2 separate regions of the Mus musculus genome follow, and region 1 is linked to region 2. Evidence: chromatin contacts called from public Hi-C data. All regions are on one chromosome and are shown on one strand. Each heading gives the region's core, a stretch centred on a gene start, on an enhancer-like site or on the middle of the called end of the contact. The rest is flanking DNA. Distances are from core to core; before and after follow the strand shown.

Region 1 (5,278 bases), core at 1,578-4,077, 85 kb before region 2:
TTCCCACACCCTTCAGGGTGGGTCTCGTTTCTCAGGAGGGTTCTGAGCTGGAGAGCAGTTTGCTCCAAGGACTCGGTCATCTAATGGTCTCCACTGTTTTTATTTACTGGGGTATTTTCTAGGAAATGTCAGGACATATGTTCACCAGATGCACCCATGGGGCAGTCTTTGTGGTCTCTTTCATTTGTCCCTTTGTATTGAGGAAGCCAGGGCCACCGTGACCCAAAGCAGGCTGTTCATGGTGGGGAGGAGCTGGAAGTTCAGCTGGTTCTGAAGGACCTTTGTCCAGAGGAGAAGATGACGAAATGAGGAGTCTTGGTGCCATCTCTAGACCATCACACACACGCAGGGTGTTTTTTCGGTTGGGAGTTTCTGAGTATCCTGATGGAGAGCTGAAACCATTCATAGGAAGAGGCAGGGCAGGTGGTGCCCCGAGTTCCTGGGGGCAAGGACAGTGAGTCTCCTTCTCAAAGGAGAATGTTGGTCTTGCTTCTCGAAAGCCAGAGTCCAGTGCACAGCCACATGTAGGAGAGAGCAGAGTCTCCAAGCTCACCACCTAATAGAGTCCTCGTGAGGTATAGCTGTCTGGCCACTGGAGGGGTCAGGGCACATGCTGGTGTGGCTGCCTCCAGCAGTTACCCTCAGGTGCTCCCCAGCAGTTACCCAGGATCCTCCAGCAGCTCCCCAATCGCTCTCCAGCATCCTCCATCAGTGCCCCAGCCCACCGTAGGGAACATCCCAGCCATTCTCCCGCCCCTGGCTTTGGATCTCTTCCCCTCCCTCTTCCACTCCTCCAACTCAGGCTCCAAATTCATCTCATGTGGTAAGTCTTACTCCATTTTTCTATCTGGGATGCCATTCTCAATGCCATCTCATGCGTCCAGTCTGTCATGTCCCAGCCTGGAAAGTCCTTAGGCCTCGCTCAGCTTTTGTATCAAGATGGTACCTACCTAGCTTTCTCATCCTCTCTCTGAACCCAGTATCCCCAGGAACTCCCCCAGGATTTTCAGAAGACAAAGGACAGCAGAGATGGTCTCCTCACAGCCCCAAGGAGTCACGTGCTCTGTGTTATTTCCTGATGGAGCTTTGTAGCATCTCCATTTGAGAGACAATATAGCTGCTCTCTTTCCTGCTTTTTAAAACGTCTGTTTTTAAACAGGAACATGCCTAAAATCCCAGGGAAAACTGAGGTAGGAGCATTGTTGTGAGTTAGGGGCTAGCCTGGGCTACATTCCAATATTTCTCTAAAAAGAAACAAAAGTTTAAGTTTATTTTTCACTTCTTATTCTAAGTATAAGTGTGCATATAAATAAAATCTCATTGAGTGCTCAACATTTTTGGAATGCTGAGTCCAAAGCAACTATTTTTATTCACGTTAGCTTGTGGTCCTCCCCCTCTCCTCCACCCCAACACACTCCTTGTCACTCTGAGGCTAACCGAGCATTCTGCTGAAGCCAGCTGCCCCGCAGCTGTGTCCTCTGCCCGCCTTATCTTGTCTCAGCTGAATGAACACTAAGGATTTTCCCCTGGTGCTCTGTGAATTTAGTGCCACTGCGTCTATTATTGGCTGCGGGTTTGTGCTTGGATCCTTATCCTGGGACATGCAAGGATGTGACTAAGAAAGATTCTTTGTACCAAAATAAAGTCCTGATGATTTCAAAGGGAGATGCTGTGATATATGTGTGTCGTCTTTAATGTGTGAAGTGAAAGAGGATGCAGTGTGGGACCTGGCGAGCCAGGGTTTTAAAGTCCGATGCCACAGCTGGGAAAGCACATGGAACCCTTACAGTCTTCCTGACGACACAGCCACGCATGCTCCTGACGGTACTGTAGCTGCCCCAAGGGCAGTAAGCACACCTTCCCTTACCACCTTTTGGGCTAGAACCAAGCAGAAACATAAAAGACAAGTGAACAAACTGTGTGTGTGGCTGTGTGTTGGGTATGTGTGTCATGTGTGTGTAGGTGTGTATCATCTATGTCAGTCTTGTATGCATATGTGTGCATGTGTGTGTGTGTACTTCTGTCATTGCATGAGTCTATTTGTGTGTTTGGGTCAGGCAAAGTCTATATAATGTATGTTTGTATAGCGTGTGTCTGTCAGGAAGAACATACATATTCACAGCAGACAACACTTGAAGGACACAGAGAAAGTGAGGACAGCCTGCCCTGAGAAGAGGGGCTGGTGGGTCTGACCTGAGAAAGAAGCAGCCCCACGCCCAACACCCATCCTGAACAGACCAAAAAAAGGCAGAGTGCCTGTTCCACTTGTTATAGGGGAACCTGAGCCTATCTCTTCAAGTCTATAACTCCAAAATCTAGCAGTTCCTGGCCCTTGGGGCCCACATACGAGGGAGGAAATAGGGCAGATCTTGTACAGGGTAGTTTCCAATCCCCCATGCCTGACATCTTCAGCCTGAAGCTCTGGGCTTGAGGGGTTCTCCAGGAAGACCACCAGTACCTGAGGCAGCTCCCAAGCCAGGTGCTGCTTCATGGTTCCACTGGGAGCAGTGGCCTCTGTCTTCATTGGTTCCCGGGCAAATACACAAGAGCCCTGAGCCTGTGGCCACCTGCCTCCTAAACAAAGACGCGTCCCAAGACATGCCTGTGATTGTCAACTGCATGTACTTTGGCCAGCTATGACACCCAGATGTTCACTTAGACACTGGCCCAGATATTGCTGAGCCAGCATGTTTTGGATTAAAATGAGCTTTTCAATCAGCAAGCAGCTGACCCTTCACTGTGTGGGTGGAGGCCTGGAGAGGATGCTCCAGAAGAAGTGTTTGAGTCTTCTCTTTTGCACAGACAGCAATCTGGGGAGCATGGGAGAAAACAGAATTGGAACAGGCTGAAGCTACAGACAAGCTGTCTTAGCAAAGTCTACACTTCCCAGGGCAGCTCAGAGAGTGCGTGGAAGCTCCAGGCTTGGTGGCCATGGGCCAGAAGAGAGTGAAGGAAGGGAACTGCAGATCTGCCCCAGTTTAGGGGAAGATACAAAGGCCTTCGGAGACTGGATGGTACCAGTGTCCTGACTTCTGGCCACCTGCCCACCCACCCTGGCAGCACAGCATAGCCCTCTTACCCCAGAGCTCACAGCATGAAATACTGTCATCCCATGTCCATGAGAATCTCAGGAAAAATGAACCTTCACCTGGCATCACCTAAGAACTGGGAAGGTGACCATGCAGGTCAGTCCCGGGATGTGGCAGTGACTTCCGGGCACCTTGAATAACACAGTGAATATCTATAGGGAAGGCAGAGAGAGTGACCACATGGGAAAGATGGAGGGAAGCGGGAGCAAAGACACGAGGGACACAGAAACTAAGGGAAAGAGTCGAGAAGGAGTGAAGCCAAGAAGAAGGCAGAGATAGAGACAGGAGGGAATGAACTAGACAAAGAGAGACAGAGATGCCAAGACCAAGGGTCATACAGTAACAGACTAAGCAAGACAGGAAGAAGTGGCGGAGACAGAGTGTGATGGACAGGGGTACAGATGAGAGAGACAGATCAGGACACCCCAAGAAGAGAGTAGGAGACCTGCTAGCCATCCCCAGCCCCAGGGCCAAGCCCCATGTCTCCTAGCACCAAGGATAAAGTAGAACACAACCTGTGGAATTCTCTAGGCTCCTTGGCCACCACACCCATGGAGGCAGGGCACCTGGCCCCATTCAGTGTCAAGTTATTACTTCCCTTTGGAAGGTCTGCACGTTCCTAGCATGCTATTTCCCTGACAGAGTGATTAGCAGTGAGTTGAAGGATCTCTCTCCCTCTCCCCCTCCCCCTCCCCCTCCCCCCTCTCCCTCTCCCTCTCCCCTTCCCTCTCCCCCTCCATCTCCATCTCCCCCTCCCCCTCTCTCCATCTCCCCCTCCCCCTCTCTCCATCTCCCCCTCTCCATCTCCCCTCCCCCCTCCCCCTCTTTCTCCCTCCCCCTCCCCCTCTGTGCCTCTTCCTCCCTCTCCTTCTTTCTCCTCTCTGTGCCTCTTCCTCCCTCTCTCCCTCCCTCCCCCATCTGTTGCAGGATTTTCCCTGTCCAATTATGTTAGTGCGGAGGAGGCGTGTGATTGGACAGGGAAAGGGGAGGCGGAGCTAAGAGTTGCAGAGACAGCTTCTCAGAGTAGGAGAAGAAGATGTCTGGGGACCTGTACCCCCCAGTGGCATTTTCCAGCCACAAGTAGCTATGATTTCACAAGGTTAGAAATATTGGGATAAAGCTTTTATCATTATCAATTGGCTTTGAAATTATTGTATTAGCATTTTGTAAATTGTGATATTGTTGATACATAATCCTGATTGGTTAATTAAGCATTAAGAGTCTTGATTCTACCGGGGTACTGGATATTGTGATGTGATGGATGACTGTGGGGTACGAGAGGAACTCGGGGGCGGGAGAGGCCCTTGCCGGAGAAAGGGAGCCCTGTGATCTGGAGTGGCTAAAGAGTTGGTGGGCCAGCGGGAACACAGAAGCATGGTCCAGTCCCACGGAGAGTTAGCTGAGTTCGTTTTTTAATATTTCCTGCAACACCCATCTACCTCTTCCTCTCCATCCTCCACACTATCTTTCTATGTGTCTCTGACTCTATCACAGAAAAGGCAGATGTTACAGACCCAACATGTGTGCTGCCCAAAACTCTCTCCCAAGTCCATTAGGAGTGGGTCTCTTGGAATATGCTCCATCATGACTAGTGTAGTGATCCAAAAGGGCACAAAAAAACTCTTTAAGTTCCTTTCCCTGAGGTGAGGACCCGGAAAGAAAGTGCCACCTACTTCCTGGAAGCAGACCTTCACTGGAGCCTGTCTGCACTGGCCACTGACCCCAGACTTCAGAATCCACATGCTTGAAGAATAAAGGTACCCAGAGTGTGGCATTCTGTCACAGCTGCCTCTGCAGGCTAAGACAGAACTCCCCACCCATAGCCTGGTGTAACTGCTCTTCCTAACTCTTGTACAGAGTGGCCCCAGCCTGGAAACTAGACAGGGATGAGGAGCCAGGACTAGGTGCTCAGCTGAGCTCCCTCTGGGTTTTGATGCCTCTCCTGGCTGAGCTCACAGAGTTATTTTACCAGGGAATCCTAGATGGTACCTACAACAGTCCTGTTGTGAACCAGACCCAACATCTTGTCACAGGTCTTCCATGTACTCCCCAGAGCACGTGAAAGGTGACACACTCACCAGTTTGTCTAGAGCGCATGGTCTCTGGGACCTGCGGCTTGGCAAGCCCTTCATTTCTCAGGAACAGTTTATCCACTGGCAAACTCTGCAAGTCAGAACAGAACTGCCTCA
Region 2 (6,161 bases), core at 2,474-4,973:
CTCCACCTCCCAACCACACCCTCCGTCTGCTACCCTCCCCACAAACATCTCTCTCGGGTTCAGGTCTGCTTGTTGTCTTCTGTGATGCTCCAAGATTAACCCAGGCCAGCTCTGACCCTGGGTTTAGAGCTATCATTGGAGCCTGATGGCCTCCAAGCAAAGGCAAGACATTTTAATAAATTATTTAGTAGTATTCATAAACACTTAACTAAATATCACTATTAAGAATGAAGATAAAATCTTTATGGCCTCCAGTCACAAAAAGCAAACAAATTTATAGGAAAGAAATTAGATTGACCTCATGCCTTTTATAACAAACCACAAAGCAAGATATGAATAACAACTGTTATAGTTCACATGCAAAGTGTTCCCCATGGGTTAAGTGTTGGAACACTTGGTCTCCAGCAGGAGGTGCTGTTTTAAAAGGTTGTCAGACCTTTAGACACCAGAACAAGATGTAGCTACATGGAGAGCAGGCCTTGGGGTTTTTTAGCCTGATCTTACTGTCTGCTGATGCTTCCTGCCTGTGGACACAATGTGACCACATGTGTCCCATGCTCCAATCACTATGCCTTCCCACTATGATGGACTGTTCCTTCACAAACTGTAAATCCAAATAAGCCATCTGTACTGGTTATTTTTCTGTTGCTGTGATAAAACACTGTGACCAAAAAAAAAAAAAAAAACCTTGAGGAAGGGGGAGTGTTGAGGGGCCTACAGTTCCAGGGGGATAAGAATCCAGGATGGCAGAGAACCATTGCAGCAAGCAGCAGGCGGTAACAGAAGCGGGGAGCCAAGAAATCACATCGCCAGCCTCAAGCAAAAGCGTTGGGAGTTAATGGGCAAAGCAAGCCCGCATAAGCTCAAAGCACGTCCAAGGGATCCACCGCCTCCAGCAAGACCACACCATCTCCCCAAACAGTGCCACCAACTGGAGACCAGGTGTTCAAATACCCAAACCTTTAGGGGACATTTCTCATCCAAACCACCACAGCCTTCCTACCTACCAGGAACTGTGTCAGAGCAGGAGGAAAAGTGGTAAACACAATAACCCAAACAGGACTTTTTCAAAAACTCGATGAACAAGGACTTAAACCCAGCCACTCACAGCAAGAACAGAAGTCTCTGTGAGAGTGCTGGACACACTTCAAGAAACCTGCAAGCAGACTGGTGCACAAGCAAGCCCCTTCTCCATGATCTTTAGACACGTGGTGGTGCTTAGGTGGAGGGAAATCCCTCCAGGATTTTCCTTTCACAGATTTCAGGATTACCTGGTTCCTACCCTGAGGCCACCACTCCCTTTATTCCATTTAACATCAGGTTTTTCTTTAACCTTCTCATCCCTTTGAGCATAAATTTGGATCCAGCATTACATTTCCCAGTGTCCCTTTTCTTCTCAAGGTGTGCATTTCGTATTTCTTTTTGCCCCAAGTTTTCACTGTAGATCATTCATAAGACTGTAGATCACTCATAAGAAAGATCATAAGATCGCCCATAAGATCATAGTGATAAGATCACTAATAACCATGTGTCATAGTTGGAGGGTTCTATTGCTGTGAAGAGACACCATGACCACAGCAACTCTTATAAAGGAAACAATTTCACTGGGGCTGGCTTACAGTTTCAGAAGTTTAGTTCATTATTATCATATGGAACACATGTAGACATGGTGCTGGAGAAGAGTTCTAGGCAGCAAGAAGAGAAACTTTAAGCTACAAGGCCTGGTTTTGAATTTCTGAGAACTCAAAACCCATCCCCTAGTGACACAAAGCCACACCTACTACAGCCAGGCCACACCCCTTAATAGTGCAACTCCCTGTGAACCAACCACTCAAACACACGAGTCTATGGGGGCCATTCTCATCCAAACCACCAGCCAAGACTAGGCTGTCTTGAAATCTCCTCTGCCAGTAATAGTAATCTAAAACTCCATAGTTTAGCCTCAGGCAAGGCTTTTGAACAAGGGCAGAAAGCAGCCACATTTTTTCCCCAAAATATGGCAAGTATGGTCTTTAGGCCACTTGGCAATGGTCATCCCCTCTGAAACCTCTTCAGCTGGGCCTTCATACTCTGAGTTGCTTTTAAGTCTTCCAAGCTCCTACTAGGATGGCTGTTTTAAGTCCTGATTAAAGCATTTCACTACTTTTCTAGCCCAAAATCCCAAAGTCTTCCATATTTTTCCAAGAAACAGCATAGTCAAACCTGTCACAGCAATACCCAACCCCAGGTACCAACTTCTGTCTAAGTTATTGTTCTGTTACTGTGAAGGCCATGACAAGGCAACTCTTATAAAAGAAATCGTCTAATAGGGGCTTGCTACAATTATAGAAGGCAAGTTATATGGCAACACAGACAGGATGAGAGGGAGAGTGGGCTTTTGAAACCTCAAAGTCCAATCCCAGTGACACACCTCCTCCAGCAAGGACACACCTTCCAATCCTTCCCAAATAGTTCCATTAACTGGGGATCCAGCATTCAAGCATATGAGTCTCTGGGGCCACTCTCATTCAAAACAAGAGGAAGAAATCCATCACAAATAGATCAGGATTTGGGGACAGAATGGTGGAAGCAGGAATGGGGATAGGCTCTAATTATCCCTGCTCTTAGGTGACCTAGGCCAGGTCTTATCATATGTACTTTGATGTCCCCACGGGTCATGAGTGGTAAGGGTGGAACCCTAGTGATGTGATGTGAGACTAGATGAGAGAAACCATTCAGGTGTACACCCCAATGAGTTCCCAGAAATTCATAGACAACCCTAGTTAGGGACAGGACCCCTTGACTGCTGTGGAGAATGTCTCTGCAGGACAGATATTCAGGCAGAAGCAAGGATAAGCCTGGGTCAGTCCAGAGCCTACAATTCTCTCACGTCCAAATCAACGAGGAACTGGTCCAAAGCACCAGTGTTTGGTGTCATATAAGTCCATGGCTAATCTTTTCTATGTAAAAAAGAAGCAAGACAGCCACAGCCAGCCCGCAAAAGAAGCTAACACAGTTCCTTAGAGCCTGCAGTGAGGTTTATTAGAAGGAGGAGGCCTCGGCGTGTATGTTGACGGGGAGTGGGGGTGATTATACAGAAGCAATGCAATATATGGAGATCTATACATGATGTGCTAAGTGCAAGGGTGGGCTTCCCTTGAAAGTCTGGAAAGGGGCTTAAATGAGAGAGGAGGTGGGGGAGACAGAGAGAGACAGATGGAGGGAGGGAGGGAGGGAGGGAGAGAGAGAGAGAGAGAGAGAGAGAGAGAGAGAGAGAGAGAGAGAGAGGTTGGGATAGCAAGGAAGGGGCCGGAGGAGTCCCTTCAAAGCAATCTCCCTGAACAAATCTCCCTCAGAATTCTCTCAGGACTAAACTCCCAGAACTAAGAGAAGGTTTGACTTTTTTATAACTTTTAGGAGTGGCAGAAAGTTTCCCATCACATGATTTAGTTCATCACCGCTTCTTTGGCAAGGAGCACGGAGAAGAACCAGGTATCATAAATCAAGAGCTGTCAAGGCACAGCACGGAGTCCCAGGGGGAGGGGCAGGGAGGCGTGGCCTGACTCAAGCCGTGGGATTTGGCCTAAAGATGCAGGCCGCTGTTCTAACAGTCTCCACAGTGCTCATGGCTGTGTGCCATTGAGAACATAACAGGGCCTCAGTTTCCTCTGCAAAAGATCAGGGAAGAGCAGCCGCCTCAGAGGGTGCGGGCCTGTGGGTCACAGGATGTGCTGATCTCAAAGCTGGCTCCGGAGAGGCAGCAGACACTCAGGAAGGATCTGCTGTGTGTCGGGGCTGGATGTCCACTCTTCTTCCTTAGCAGCTTCTCCATTGTTGTCAGGAAATGTTTCAATTTCTGACTACAGAAACTGCCACCATCCTGTTCCCATGTCTGGCCCCTCCCCAACACACACACACACACACACACACACACACACACACACACACACACACAGTGTGGTTTTACGTGTGGAGATCAGATTCTCTCCTTCCATCCTGTGGGTTCAAGATAGAGCTCGGTGGTGGAGCTCGGTTGACGCTCAACGAAGTCTCCCTGACCTCATCGGCACTCCCTACAGAAACGCGTTTCCCTGACCAGGTCTCCTTCTCTCCCATTTCGTCACTGTATCGTAATTGATTTCCTCCTATTCTTTTGGGAGTTTCTGTACTATTTTGTTGTTGTTGTTGTTGTTGTTGCTGCTGCTGCTGCTGCTGTTGCTGCTGTTGAGCTGAATGCTCTCTTTCATTTTGCTTCCTGATTGCATCTGAGGCTCCCACATCACATGGAGGGGGAGGGGGCGGGGCTGTTATGGCGTACTCCCCAGGCAGCATCTCAGCATTTTCTTTCTTCAGCCAATGGTAAGACAATCTCCACCATGCCGATGCTGTGGAGTAGACCGTGCCCACGTAGGGTCATGCTGAGGGCGCAAGTTTTGCCTTCTTGCCCTGTCGTGTGTGTGTGTGTGTGTGTGTGTGTGTGTGTGTGTGTGTGTGTGTGTGTGTGTGTGTGTATGGATGTGTGTGTGAACATATCTGGTGGATTTTGATATATAAATGGTTCTCTTGCTGTTATCCTTTCTTTACTTAGAATAAATTAGGTTTCCTCGTGGAATTTTCCTACATACTCTGTCTTGCCTGACCCACCCTTTTTCCCCATCTCCCTGAGCCCACTCTGCTTTTTATTGTTATAAATTCATAGTTTATTGTTATAAATTCATAATTTATCTCTCTTAGCCAAAACTATACAGAATGGTTTTTCTTTTGAATTTTCTTTTTTTTTTCATTTTAGTCCAAATGTGCAGCTGGCATGACTTCCCTTGTTACCCATTTCACATGAATATTAAAAAACCTGGATATTCATAAGAAAGGAAGGAAAGAAAGAGTGAGGCTGGGATTTTCCCACACCACCCACGTATTCAAAGCTTCTTTCTCAGCCTGTAGCACTACTGGAAAATAGTGGAACCTTAGGAGATAGTGTCCAGCAAAGGAAGTTAGGTCATTGGGGCATTGCTCCTTCCTCTTTGCTATCCTGTTGCCAGGGCCTCTGCCACACTGTCCTAGCATGCTGTACTAGGCTGCCACTGTGATAATAACCATGATCCAAAAACATGAACTAACTAAACCTTTTTTCTTTTTAAAGTGATTAGCTCATGTATTTTGTTACTTTGATGGAAAGCTGGAAGATGAACAGATGGATGGATGTATTAGACAGACAGACAGATAGATAGATAGATAGATAGATAGATAGATAGATAGATAGATAGATAGATAGATAGATGGATAGATAATAAGAATACATGCAATACCAACCTTATTAACTGTTATTGAAAGCCTGTGAGCACATTCTTTCTTCTTCAAGTATGTTCAAGTTAATCTCTCAGTCTCAGAATCAGATCTGCTCAAACCATAATGATTATGATCTGCTGACTTCGCTCACGTCTCAGAATTTCTAGCCCTAGAGCTCTTTGAGGCTGTGCCATCTCTCAGCTGTTGCTCTGCTTCCATTCCCACCCTCCGCTGACAGTCAGCTGAAGCGTGGCTACTTCTGTGGTGAATGATGCAGAGCGGACCTAACCCTGCTCTGCAGGATCCCCTCTCCTGCCTCTCCAGGGAACAGCCTCGTCTGTCCCCTGCGTCATCTCCGAGGCTCTGAGAAGGATGCCTTGGGAGCCACAGGTACAAGAACTGGTAAGGTTGAATAGGCTGAAACCCCAGCAGATTTGAGATTTGAGAACCGCGGGAGTCGAGCCACTTCCTACCTGTCTCTGCAACACATAACCATGACACCCAATCAAGAGGACCCCAGGCACTCAGTCATGTCAGGTGCTATGGCAACCGGAGTTCTTATCCATGCTTAAGAGGTACCTAGATAGCCTTAGCCTTCAGCCAATAACCTTCCCTTCCTGGATATTCTCACACTCTTCCCCCAAGAGGTACATGGTTCACCCAGAATAAAGTGTGTACACTCATGTCCACCCCCAGTAAAGTAGCGTGAACGAGCAAGGATCCTCTAAGAAAGCTGCTTCATTAGAGATCACCACAGGGCAGGCCTTCTCCTAAGAGATCCGTGCCTAAGGCTCCCTAAGAAGGCTTTTCTCTTCTGCTGCTCCTCTAATACTGGGCACTCACTCCCCATTGGATCAGACCTGGTTCATCTCTGGCTCCCACTTCCCCCTCCCTGC

Evidence for each region. A called contact is a pair of places that touch in the nucleus more often than the background predicts.
Region 1: a Hi-C map of uterus shows a contact between it and region 2, with 11 times the contacts expected there. The contact joins two enhancer-like sites. A contact is called at or near these places in 4 of 15 datasets of contacts at CTCF or cohesin (CD8 T cells, the NIH/3T3 cell line, large pre-B cells and 1 more), 18 of 484 Hi-C or Micro-C datasets (the CH12 cell line, bone marrow-derived macrophages, cerebral cortex and 8 more), 15 of 115 datasets of contacts at active chromatin or transcription factors (the NIH/3T3 cell line, SST interneurons, cardiomyocytes and 7 more) and 3 of 9 other capture datasets (adipose tissue, liver and pancreatic islet).

Annotation. Positions count from the first base shown.
Region 1 is chr11:6,763,155-6,768,432 of GRCm38.p6, reverse strand. No RefSeq gene overlaps it. Among named protein-coding and RNA genes, the nearest start is that of Gm11981, 46 kb to the right of the region's middle. Within about 2 kb of position 2,827, at least 11 of the 459 cell types and tissues checked have an H3K27ac peak or open chromatin away from gene starts, as enhancers often do. A contact at or near this core is called in uterus, where this site is marked.
Region 2 is chr11:6,678,038-6,684,198 of GRCm38.p6, reverse strand. No RefSeq gene overlaps it. Among named protein-coding and RNA genes, the nearest start is that of Gm39575, 14 kb to the left of the region's middle. Within about 2 kb of position 3,723, at least 103 of the 459 cell types and tissues checked have an H3K27ac peak or open chromatin away from gene starts, as enhancers often do. A contact at or near this core is called in uterus, where this site is marked.